Linked DNA regions of Columba livia: region 2 is linked to region 1. Evidence: chromatin contacts called from public Hi-C data. All regions are on one chromosome and are shown on one strand. Each heading gives the region's core, a stretch centred on a gene start, on an enhancer-like site or on the middle of the called end of the contact. The rest is flanking DNA. Distances are from core to core; before and after follow the strand shown.

The links. Hi-C and Micro-C count contacts between places; a contact is called where the count stands out from the background.
Region 2: a Hi-C map of liver shows a contact between it and region 1, with 3 times the contacts expected there. The contact joins the promoter of TANC1 here to the enhancer-like site in region 1. A contact is called at or near these places in 2 of 2 Hi-C or Micro-C datasets (crop and liver).

The regions. Positions count from the first base shown.
Region 1 is chr7:261,719-267,566 of bColLiv1.pat.W.v2, reverse strand. It overlaps TANC1 (tetratricopeptide repeat, ankyrin repeat and coiled-coil containing 1), which reads left to right. Exons shown (of 25, transcript XM_065070090.1): 6 at 445-693; 7 at 1,937-2,062; 8 at 2,789-3,070; 9 at 3,881-4,017; 10 at 5,031-5,262. Among named protein-coding and RNA genes, the nearest start is that of WDSUB1, 41 kb to the right of the region's middle. Within about 2 kb of position 3,231, at least 1 of the 3 cell types and tissues checked has an H3K27ac peak away from gene starts, as active enhancers do.
Region 2 is chr7:308,046-313,893 of bColLiv1.pat.W.v2, reverse strand. TANC1 (tetratricopeptide repeat, ankyrin repeat and coiled-coil containing 1) reads left to right here and starts at 2,519. Exons shown (of 25, transcript XM_065070090.1): 1 at 2,519-2,678. LOC110364202 (a long non-coding RNA gene) reads left to right here. Exons shown (of 3, transcript XR_010473928.1): 3 at 1-703.

The DNA.
Region 1 (5,848 bases), core at 1,982-4,481:
TTCTTGATGAGATGATGTTGTCTCCATGTTTACCGAATGATTTGAAAATTTGCAGAGCATGTTATAGAATTTTAATTTTTAAAAAGTTGAGATGTTTTGGTGAAGTAGGTGATTTTTTCCTATGAAGTCACACGTGTCCTGGTGGTTTGTCCATTCCGCCAGCCCGCAGCACAGATTACACAGATGTAAAGATAAAACTGGGTTCTTCAGAACACTTTCTTGCCTCCTTTCTCAGGTGTTTTTCCCAGTCTAAGAAGCTGCGTTGTTTGGCTCATTTAGATAAATAAAACTCCTGAAGTTCAACAAAACATCCAGTGAAGAAATAACTTGAATATCTGGTGGCCCAAAATGCCATTTCAGTATGGAAATTGTAACACATGTTAACACTAGCGCACCGTTTTCCTCTCGTGTGTACTTCAGTTGTTTTTTTCCTCTCTTTTTCAGCAACTATAACAAGTTCATCAGAAAACGATGATCGTAGTGGATCCAGTTTGGAATGGAGCAAGGATGGGAGTGTGAGAGCTGGAAGGCAGCAGGGGCTGAGCCACGACCGCAGGACAGACGGCTGCTCACCGGTGGCGGAGGAGGACGCCCGTGGCTCTGCGGAGAGCCTGCCCAGGGCGGCAGAGGGGCCCGCCCCCTACGCGCAGGGCTCCGGCTCTCTCGTGATGCCGCGGCCAAACTCCGTTGCAGGTAGAGTCCTGAGGCAGAAGAAAGGATGTTCTTAATGATGGGGTGTTTCTGTTCAATATCTCTGTAGATTTGGTTTTAGTATGAAAGTATTTTTATATGACGAAAAAAGCATAGGTTCCAAATGGAGTAGATGAGCATTACCTAAGTTATTTTAGACGTCAAAGAGGGTGTTTTATCGTGGTTTTTAGTAGGTATTGGCTAGGCCAGGACTTGTGGAACATCAGTCATTCTAGGACTGTATCTGGCATCAGCTAATCCTTGAGGCCGTTGCTTCTGTGCGCGCTCATATTTCCTAGATCTGTAAATTCGACTGACACCAAGACCAGGATCGTACTTGGAGCTCTGATGAACAAGTGACATGTATAATTTTTTGAAATCTGTGTGAAATTCTGCCTTATAGTTGAACCATTCTTCCAGAAAACGTGAGTCTGTCAGTTGTGATAGATACAAATGGGACGTCAGCATGACTTTTTCCAAGCTGTGGGATACAGCAAGTCTCTGAAAAAGCACTTCTGACTTTAAATCTATTCATAGAGCCCATCAAATCCTGATAGTCATGCAAATTGACTTACATACGTAAAACCCTGCAAGAAGGTGTTCTGGCAGTGCTGAGCAGCGTGGCTGCTATAGGTTTAGCTAACTGAACATTCAAAGTTAAAAACTTGGTAAATGTGGAGTGAAGAAAACTTCAGTAATGAGGTTCGGGCTTAGGAGCTGGTGGTTCTAGGGGGGAGGATATTACACTTCCTCCCAGCTTGAAAACACCGTCACTGAAAGGGAGTATTTCCAGTATAAAATCACAGAATCACAGAGTGTCAGGGGTTGGAAGGGACCTCGAAAGATCCTCCAGTCCAGCCCCTGCGGAGCAGGAACAAAGGTTAAAGAAAAATGGATACATGGAATTTCTTAGCATGGTAAGGTGTGTAGGGGAAGTATTGCTAGGAAACCAGCTTTGGAAATTCCCAACGGCGAAGGTTTGGCAAAGGTCGCGCCAGCAATTTTGGTGAGAATCTCCAACTCTGGCAATACCACGTTACCAGTTCTGTGCTTCTGTTGTGAAGATACAAACATGTTGGTTCAGCTGAGGGGAAAACAATGATACGTTCTCCAGTTCATTTCCAAAGGAACTATATAACGTGTTTATCCCAGAAAAGTCCAACGAATTGTCATATATTGGAATTTCAACAAAAAGGATACTAATATAAAGCGTGTATCAATAAGCTTCTCTCCTTTAATACTGCAGCAACAAGTTCAACCAAACTGGAAGATCTGAGCTATTTGGACGGACAGAGAAACACTCCTTTGCGCACTTCGATCCGCTTGCCTTGGCACAACACGGCTGGCGGGCGGGCGCAGCCGGACAGCAAAGGTACCGCTCTGGGCATCTGCCGTGGGGCACAGTGTGTGCCCAGTCCCGTGACACCGTGTGCCGAGGTGTTTGTAACACCCCGTCCCACCGCCACAGTTATCGTGCTCCTGATAGATCCCTCACCAAGTCTGAAACCAAGATGTTGCTGGCACTTTTTACTGCATAATGCTGTGGGTTAGCAGTTGAATGTATGGCTTTGAGTAAGAAATCAGTGTATTGTTCATCTCAGAGGGCATGGGCAGCGCAGGTTGCATCCCGTGGCGTTCAGATAAGAGCGTGCGGCACCTGGAGTGCTGCGCCGAACGCACAGCTTTGGAGAGCCCGTCGTTAGAGTTCTGGCTTAGGAAGAAAACCCATCTAGTACCATTAGACTTACTTATGACTCTGAACCGAAAAATGTTTGCCACTTCCTCATTTATAGAATTCTTAATGCATTTTCAAGAGAACTTGTGAATTCTGTGAAAAATTAACTCAAATTCAATTATAAAAAGCCCTCCAATTATACTTGTAGCCTCTCCCCTCTAGTATTTAATTCATTGTAGGAATTATGGAGAAGACCTGAACTGAGCAAATCAGTTTTATTGTTTCCATGATGAAAGCTCTGAGGAGTCTGATGATGAACACTATTAACAGAGTCACTGAATGAAATTCTCTTCTGAAACAATGGTGGTTTATTGCACGTCGAGTTTCTTGTAATAAACTTTTCTCCCTGCCATCTCTTCTCAGCTCATTTCGTCCCCTATAAGCCTCAAGACATTTTGCTGAAGCCGCTATTGTTTGAAGTTCCGAGCATAACAACGGACTCAGTGTTTGTTGGAAGAGAATGGCTGTTCCAGGCGATTGAAGAAAAATTGCAGAGCACTGATGTAGCAGAGAACAGGGGCGCAGTCATTACGGGGAATGTGGGCTTTGGGAAGACCGCAATTATTTCACGGCTGGTGGCGTTTAGCTGCCATGGAAGTCGCATGAGACAAATAGCTTCAAACAGCCCTAATTCCTCCCCCAAAAGTATGTATATTGTTTGGATTATTGTACTGATAACAATAGTCGGGATGTTGTTTGCTTTGCTGGTTTAGGTCAGTTGGGCCTCGTCAACTCAGCAAATGCTTGTTTCCTGCAGAAGGAAGCTGTTAAATGGTGTGCTTTGATAAACGTAACAGCGCACAGGCCCAGCCGGCAAAGGGCGGCATGGCGGCACCGTGCAGGATCTCGTCCTTCTGCCGGGCAGGGGTCCCTGCGCTCCGCCGGTGCCGCGGCACTAGAGCTGCTGCTCCCGCTAGTTTGGAAGGAGAGAAGCGATGGGGTTCCCCTACCCTGTACCACACGTGTTCCGCAGGATTGCGGTAGGGGCAAGAGGGAAGCTGTGGAGAAACCCCTTCTGTCTTCTGCTGGGTTCCACAGGCTTCTGTCACCCTGGCAATCCAGTCCCTTCGGTGACCAGAAGGACGTGTGACTGTCCTCACTGCTGCTTCCCCTCCTGACGCTTCGAACAGTAGTCATAATAATCATGAATTGTTTGCGTTCCTCAAGATTTCAGTCACGCAGGAACTATTAGTTGAAATGAGTCATCACACGTATAATTTTCATATGGAAACTCTTCATATCAGCATACTTTGATTTCAGTAATTGTACAGTTTTGATCTCAAAGTCAGTCAAATTGTGTAAAATTGTAACATGCCTGTATTTCTCAGACTAGTTGCAGGCTTCTTGTAATGCAGTTTCAGATTTTACTCCAGCAGCAAAGAGGTTCCGTGACGTTTTCCTGTAGAACGATCTTCTGTCAGCAAATCCAGTCTCTGGTATCTGTTGTCGTTGCAGCGGGCGGTGACCCCAGCCCGGAGGTCATTCCCTTCAGCCAGCTCCCGGCCGGCGGCGTGGGGAGGACTCTGCCCGGCCCGGCCGGCCCCGCGTGCCCGCAGCGCTGGGGGGACGCCGCCAGGCGCCTGGCTGCGAAGGTGAGCCGCGGCCTCCGGCCGCAGGGTGGCTGTGCCCGCGGGCCCTGGGCCGGGCACACGCGCTCCTGGGTGTCCCGTGGCCGGGGGCGGCGCGGTGCTGTGCGGCCTCGCAGTGAGCTGGGAGAACGGCACGCGGGCGGTGCCGGGGGGTCGGGATCCTTTCCTTGCAAAAGGGGCTGTGTGCTCTGCGTACCTTCCAAAAGATGACATGCTTGGCCTGTGTATAATCTGTATTCTGTGATACAGGTTGAGTCTGAATGTAGTCTATTTTCAATACTCTGAGAGTCTGAAATAAGCAATTGAAAGTTATTTTTGCATTAGATTATTATAAGTGTGGGGTTTTTTTCCTAATTAGTAAAAATAATTAACATCTGAATTGCTTAGTTCATGAAATAGTCGTGAGCAAAACATGAGGTTATTGTTTCAGTCGTTAAGGTGATGTGTGTTACTTGGAAACAATGTTTTGAAACCCACTGAAAACCAAACCTTTTATGTACTATGAACACGGTGTTTTCCGTGTGGTTTGATATAACTCAGAAGTATTACACACCTTTGCAGTAATCAGAACAGAGCCCGTTGTCTGCTTTCTCTGTTTGCTACGTGAGGGTGTCTTTAATAGCTGTTGTTTTACTTTTGCCTGATGTCAATCAAATTAGTCCTTGGGTCCTGACAGTGTGTGACACCGTGTTGTTAAATTAGAGCTAATAAGTTGCTCATTCAGAGCTTCAAGTTATTTTTCTCCTGCTCCTTAGTTACCTGGCTGTACCCCTCTATCCAAATGAACTCAAAACAGTTTTCCTGCCAGAATCTGACACTTTTATTTCTTTTCCGTTTTTCATGTCGTCCTTTCAGTGTCTCTGACACGACCAGTTGTGGAGTTGGACAATTACTGTAACACTGAAAAATACTCTGTAGGGGAAATATAGATGTCGTAACGCTTAATCATAAGTGCACTAGCTAATAACCAACTTAGATGTTGAAGGAGTGACGCCTTTATTTTTTGAATTGTCCAGGTCGTTGCTTACCACTACTGCCAGGCTGACAACACGTACACGTGCCTGGTGCCGGAATTCGTGCACAGCGTGGCGGCCCTGCTGTGCCGCGCGGCTCAGCTGGCGGCCTACAGAGACGTGCTGCTGCGGGAGCCGCAGCTGCAGAGCGTGCTGAGCCTGCGCTCCTGCGTGCAGGACCCGGCCGCGGCGCTCGCGCGGGGCGTGCTGGAGCCGCTCGCCCTCCTCAGGAGAGGTACGTGGGGCGGGAGCTGACCCGGAACTGGCCTGAGCCGCACACGGGGTGAAAAGATCTGGGAATGTGAGTCCTAGTGCTCTGAGAGAAAGACAAAAATCAGAACGGTCCTGGAGAAAGGGATTCCTTCATTGTGCTGCGTGTTTGTAACAGTTTTGGAACAGGTTTGGAACAGTTTTTCCATATTTTAAAATAAAATTCTATGAAACTTATTAAGGATCATGGAAACGTTACATTTTTTTGTTTTGCTAGAAAACTCAAGGATGATGTTGCATCTTGAAGCTAAGGCTGGCACACCTACATTAAAGGATTTAGGTTTGGGTGCTTTTGAGTTGTTTCCGTTGTTTTCTAATCTGTGCCTAAGCCCCTGCAAGGCGGATGTGCTTTTTGCTGGCTTTTAAGATCGGCACGGCGGTTTTCCAAGGAAGTGTGTAACAACAAGGGTTTCCTGTTAAAAGCCCAGACCCGGCAAGCCGCTCTTGCCAGCGGCGGCTCCCTGCGCGTGGCCCGGCCGCGGCGCCGCGCGGCGGGGAAGCAGCTCGTGTGCCAGCGGAGCCTGTGTCCTCCCCGCCAAGGCGGTGTGCAG
Region 2 (5,848 bases), core at 1,270-3,769, 47 kb before region 1:
AGACAGGAAAGCTGCTGGCTGAGTCGCACACGGCGTCCTGCCCTTGTTTTGGGACACGTCTTCTCCGAAGCCAGAGCCAGGAGGTGAGGTGAGAACTGCTCGGGGCGTACCGGGAGCTCGGGCTGCTCCAGCGCCGTGCGAGGCCGCGGTGGCGGAGGTTCTGGGGCTGCTCTCCGTGTGAGCCTCCCGCTTCTTCCTGAGCACCTAGGTGGATTCTCTGGGCTACCGCTCACAGACACGTCGAGAGACGTGTGGGAAATGCCTGCATAGCGTAGAAAATGTGCTGGAATACTCTGGCACTGTAATCATTATTTTGCACTTAAATTCATTTTTAGTTTTCCATGATGAATTATATACGAAAATAAAGGATGGCTTGCCCAGCAAACTTCAGCAACTATTTATAAATGTATTTTGGATTGTCCCTACATTTTCCTTTTTTGGTGTGAGGAGGATTCATTTTTTTGAAATTAATTATGTGAAACTCTATTGTAGAAGTTACATGTAGGGAAGCCAAGCGCTTTGGCATCTACACAGGGAATAGCTGGAGTGCTGGACATCTGGGGCAAGCATTTTGAGGCTGGAAAGAGAAAAACACATCAGAGGGGTATTTCTGCTACACATTATCAACTGTTGTGCTCATAATGATGGCGTTCAAACCATCACTGCTAAACTTAGTCTTCCTCCTCACCCCCTCACTTTATCACTAAACCCATTAATGTGAGATGGTTATTGACATGTGAAAAGCCAGAGAGGTGCTCCGAGTGGCCGCTTTGGTACAGCTCATCGGGATTACACAGGTGGTGGTGATCTCAAGCGCACCAAAGTGAAAATACAATTTTCTTTCTCATAAGCCCCCTGTTGAGCCATCTTTTTGAGGAAATAAATATTTTAAGACAGTTACTGCGAGGCATCATCTTGAGCCTTCCGATCACTTTTGCAGTTCTCTTCTGTACCTTTTGTAATTTTTCAGTATCTTGGAAAATATGAATAGAGAGGCTGCAAATAGATTTACCAAAGCTCTCCTCAGAGGTAATGCCACCTCTCTGCACCCCCTTGCTCAGCCCTTGTTCACACAAAGAATGCGCTAGCTTTATTCTGCAGCAGCATTCACGTTGCCTGGCTTTACAGGCCTGAATCCTGCCCAAGGTGCTGCTCTTCAGTGCGTCCCTCTGTGCTGCTGGGGACCGTGTCCCTTCTGCACGGAACCGTGTCCTTCCGCACGAAGCCGTGTCCTTCTGCACAGAGCCGTGTCCTTCTGCACGGAGCCGTGTCCTTCTGCACAGAGCCGTGTCCTGCACAGAGCCATGTCCTGCACGGAGCCGTGTCCTTCCGCACGGAGCCGTGTCCTTCTGCACAGAGCCGTGTCCTGCACAGAGCCATGTCCTGCACGGAGCCGTGTCCTTCCGCACGGAGCCGTGTCCTGCACAGAGCCGTGTCCTTCTGCACAGAGCCGTGTCCTTCTGCACAGAGCCGTGTCCTTCCGCACGGAGCCGTGTCCTGCACAGAGCCGTGTCCTGCACAGAGCTGTGTCCTTCTGCACAGAACCATGTCCTGCACGGAGCCGTGTCCTCCTGCACAGAGCTGTGTCCCTCCTGCACAGAGCCGTGTCCTGCACAGAGCCGTGTCCTGCACGGAGCCGTGTCCTTCTGCACAGAGCCGTGTCCTGCACAGAGCCATGTCCTGCACGGAGCCGTGTCCTCCTGCACAGAGCCGTGTCCTGCACAGAGCCGTGTCCTGCACGGAGCCGTGTCCTCCTGCACGGAGCCGTGTCCTCCTGCGCAGAGCCGTGTCCTGCACAGAGCCGTGTCCTCCTGCACAGAGCTGTGTCCTTCTGCACAGAGCCGTGTCCTGCACAGAGCCGTGTCCTCCTGCACAGAGCCGTGTCCTCCTGCACAGAGCCGTGTCCTTCTGCACAGAGCCATGTCCTGCACAGAGCCGTGTTCCTTCTCCCTGAAGGTGCCATTTCCAACCTGCCTCCTAAGCGCCTTACATGGCCCAGTTCAGCAAGTGATGTGGCTGCGCCGAGCGATCTGTTGTTATTTTTATTTATAATTCACCCATCTTTTTGTCCTTTGAAGACCTTACAAGACAGGATGTAGCTAATTTCAGGTTAGCGATAAAGAAGGCTGCACTGCTTGAAGTGGGATCACGGCACCTGTGCTGCGTGTGCAGCCCCGGGACCGCCCGTCCCCGGCGGGGCTCGCAGCCCCCGGCCGGGCTTGGGGCGCTCACAGCCGGGATGGGGTCACGCAGCCCCGCACGCCGCAGCGCAGGCGAGCAGGAGCCGCGGGGACGAGCAGATGCCCAGGTGTTCTCGGCAGCCTCGTGGCCCGGGCGGGCTGGCGGGCGCGGCCCCCGCGGTGTTCCTGAGGTGGCGAAACGTTCCGCTCCGCGAAGGCGGCGTCTGCCGGGCTGTGCCGCCGGGCCGGGGCCGCCCGCTCCTCCGCTCGCCGCGCTGCGGGCCGGGAGCCGCGGGGCCGCGCCGAGGGAGCGGCGGGAGCCGCCCCGCCCCGCCGAGCCGGGCTGTGCAGCGCGGGGCGGGGACTGCAGCCGCTCCTGAGCTCATCCCCGGGCTGCCCGCGGGGGAGCGGAGCGGAACGGAGCGCAGCGCCGCCTGGGCCGCCCTGCCTGGGCCGCGCCGCCGGAGCCGCCGTGCGGGGCCGGGCCGCCGGGCCGAGGTGAGTGCTTTTCCTTCCCCATGCTCCTCTCTCCGCCGGGCCGGGCGCGGCCTCTCCGGGCGCTGCGCGGGGTCGGCGGCAGCGGAGGCGCGAGTGAAACTTTCCGGCCGAGGAGCGTGTGCGGGCATGTCGGGCTGGGGCCGCGGGGCGGGGGCCGAGGGGCGGCGGGGCCGGGGCCGGGGCCGGGGCGGTGCCTGTCCCCGGGCCGGCGGGGCCTGGGCCGGGAACGCGGGGAGGCCGGAGGGCCCGGGGCCGGCGGAGCGGGCGGAGGCTCCCGCAGGCCCGGCCCGGAGCCGCCTGCGCCGCGGGATCGCCGCCCCGGCACATACCGTGCGTGTCTGTGACTGCTGCCGTTTCATGCCTTTATCAGCAGAGGTTGGGGCGAACCCAAACAAACACAAAACTTCCTTTCGGGAAAGCTTGATTTCTTTGTGGTTACTTGATGGTCAAATGCGAGAAGCCCCGCTGGAACGGGCAGCGGCCGCGGCGGTCTCGTTAGCCGCGCCAGCTGGAGTTGATGGCCGTGGCCCGCACCGCGCTGTGCGGCGGGCTGCCCGCGGGTGTTCGGGACCGCAGCGGGGCCGTGGGCCTGCCCGCTGCCATGACCTTGCTCTGGTTCCCAGAACAGGAGGTCCTGCCCTTGTGCTCGTCACTGTTGCCTGCTATGATCTCAATAATACAACGATAATTTGTTTTGTCTTTTAATATGTGAGTTACTAATAATGTATAGTAACTGTGCATTTTGTAACATGCTTCCTAAAGTTTTCTGATTTTGCCAGAGTGTTATTTTAATGATTTGTTTGTTGTAGCCCCGTAATGCATATTTATTGAACAGAGAGTAAACTGAGTCCTGAGTGATTGTTTTCGAAACCAGAATGTGACTGAAGACACCTTTCTGTGAGGATGAGCCTTGGGGGGGAATGGGGGTTCGTACCTGTTTCAGTGTGACACTGAGGGGTCCCCTCAGCCCCGTCCCTGCTCTGCACCCCGCCGTGAGATGGCACTGGCACCGGCGGGGCTGGGCTGGGCGCAGGCGCTGCGCTCGGTGTGGGCCGCGCAGCGTGCGCGTGGGAGGCAGTCTGCAGGAGCTCTGCTGCGTTACCGTGTGGTAAGTGTTGCGCTCATCCAGGCTGCTGCAGAGTTTTGCAGGACTGTTCAGAACATGTTAGTTGTTTGTGAGTCCTGTGTTAGCTCGTGTTTGGTAGCTGTTGCTTAAAAATAACCTGATGCTTATAAAACTAAAAATACCAGGAAATAAGGGAAATGAGTGTGATACCTTGGATCCCACAGAATTTCCTTCCACTGTAGTTTGCTATGCAGCTGCCCAGAATGAACCTTCCCCATTTGTTCTGATCTGACAGTTAAGTGCTGGAAAAATAGCATTATTTCATGAAACAATGCTGGTAAACGAGGTAAGCACAAAGACAATAGCTTTTTGCTATTGCTAGGGCAGTGTATTTACAGCTGGGTGTACATGGATGCTCTCAGAGCTGGTTGTCTCTCTTTCTCAGTGTAGCTAACCATTGGAATGTCCAAACGGTGAGGAATTATGTCTGCTTTAGAGCCAAAACATATTTGGTTCATGGCCAAAGTTGCTCAGCTTCCCATAACAGTCTGTAGGAAAAAGACATTTAGTGTGTGTAACCACAGTCTGAGGTGGATGCCATAGCAACTGGGGGATGTGAGCGGGCACTGCTGCACGCAGCTGAGCGCTCTGAGCAGACCTGGCGTGTCTTCCGTTAGCTGGACTGCTGTCGTCCGCTTTAAGCCTTTCTTTGAGGAGGAAAGTTTAATCAGCAAGCCTTCCAACTCTCGTGTGTGTGAGAACATTAGCCTGATCTGCCGGTTGGTTGTAATGATACCCATAAAAACATCTGTCAGTCAAAGTTTACATTAATGGTTTTAAAATTGAGATTTTTCTGTAGAGATGCTGTTTTGACCACAGGTTGGTATTTCAGGCTCTGTTAGGAGGTAGATATTTGTGTTTTGCAGGGAAACGAAGGAAGGTCAGCTTTGGGTTTTGTGGGTGGCTCAGGTTTGAGAAAACTGGGTTAGTTTATGTCTTTTGGTTGCTTAAGGCTCCTAAGACTTATTGTGGAGATTGGAGAGTTTATTTATCACAAAGCTGTGGCAATGGAAGGGAAAAAGTATATGGCCTAACAAATGTCTGAGGTCCTATTTTTCTGAAATACGTTTGCGTGTAGGAGGCACTGCTGCTAGAAAAGGGACTTCTGGATAAATAGGACAGTGTAACACCAGCCTGAAAAACAAACACACACCAAAAGGCAAGCACCGAAACAGCCTGATCCTCACTGTGTTTGGGTTTGTATTGAACTTCAGTCTCAAAAACTTATTTACATTAAAAAAAAAAAGTTTGTTGGAGCCTTAAACTGTCTGATCTTGTTCTGAAGGGCAGTGAGTAAAAGGATCAGTTGCTCATTAATGCAAAATATCTATTGTGTGGCCTAATATTAATGCATCTACTTCCTATGCAATCTCTTACAACCTCCTTCTTTTAAAATTCGTTGCTTAGCATGGCTGATTAAATCCTTTAGCATTCATTGTATGTAGGAAATGGTGTAAGGATGTTTCAGCATGCTCACCTGGTTAGGTTATCTCCCGCAGTATAAAATACGCTCGAGATGGCGAGCTGCCCTCCGCTCTGTGCTTAGCCTCACCACGGCCCGTAGGACTCCTGCGGTGTGCCCGTCCTGCTCACTGGGGACGGGGACAATTTTAAGTAGTCTGAACCAGAACCTGGTGCTTTGCCATCCAGTTCTGTGCCTCGGCAACGTCCGTGCCTTTGATCTCCTTATCGTAGCTGAAAAATGTCCCCTTGCTTCCCCCCTCCCCTTTCAGCTTCGTAAAGAGAGTAATGCCCAAGTTTGCTTTGTAGTTATTTCAGGTTTCTGTGCTGTATCAGGGACACACCACTGTATAGACTTCTTTTTGTCCACTCCTGTGTCTTGAAATACATGTGTTGTGACTCATGGTAATGCAATGACTTGGACTTTTAAAGTGCTGTTTCTCTTGCCATGTTTTGGCAATTCTGTTTGTATTTCTTCCTCTCACTGGGAGGAGTCTCATTAAACTATAGGCTCGGTCTGTAAAGGCGCTTGGTACTGGAATAGTAAACTTTGTAATATCTTGAGTGTTTGGCTTCCCTGTAT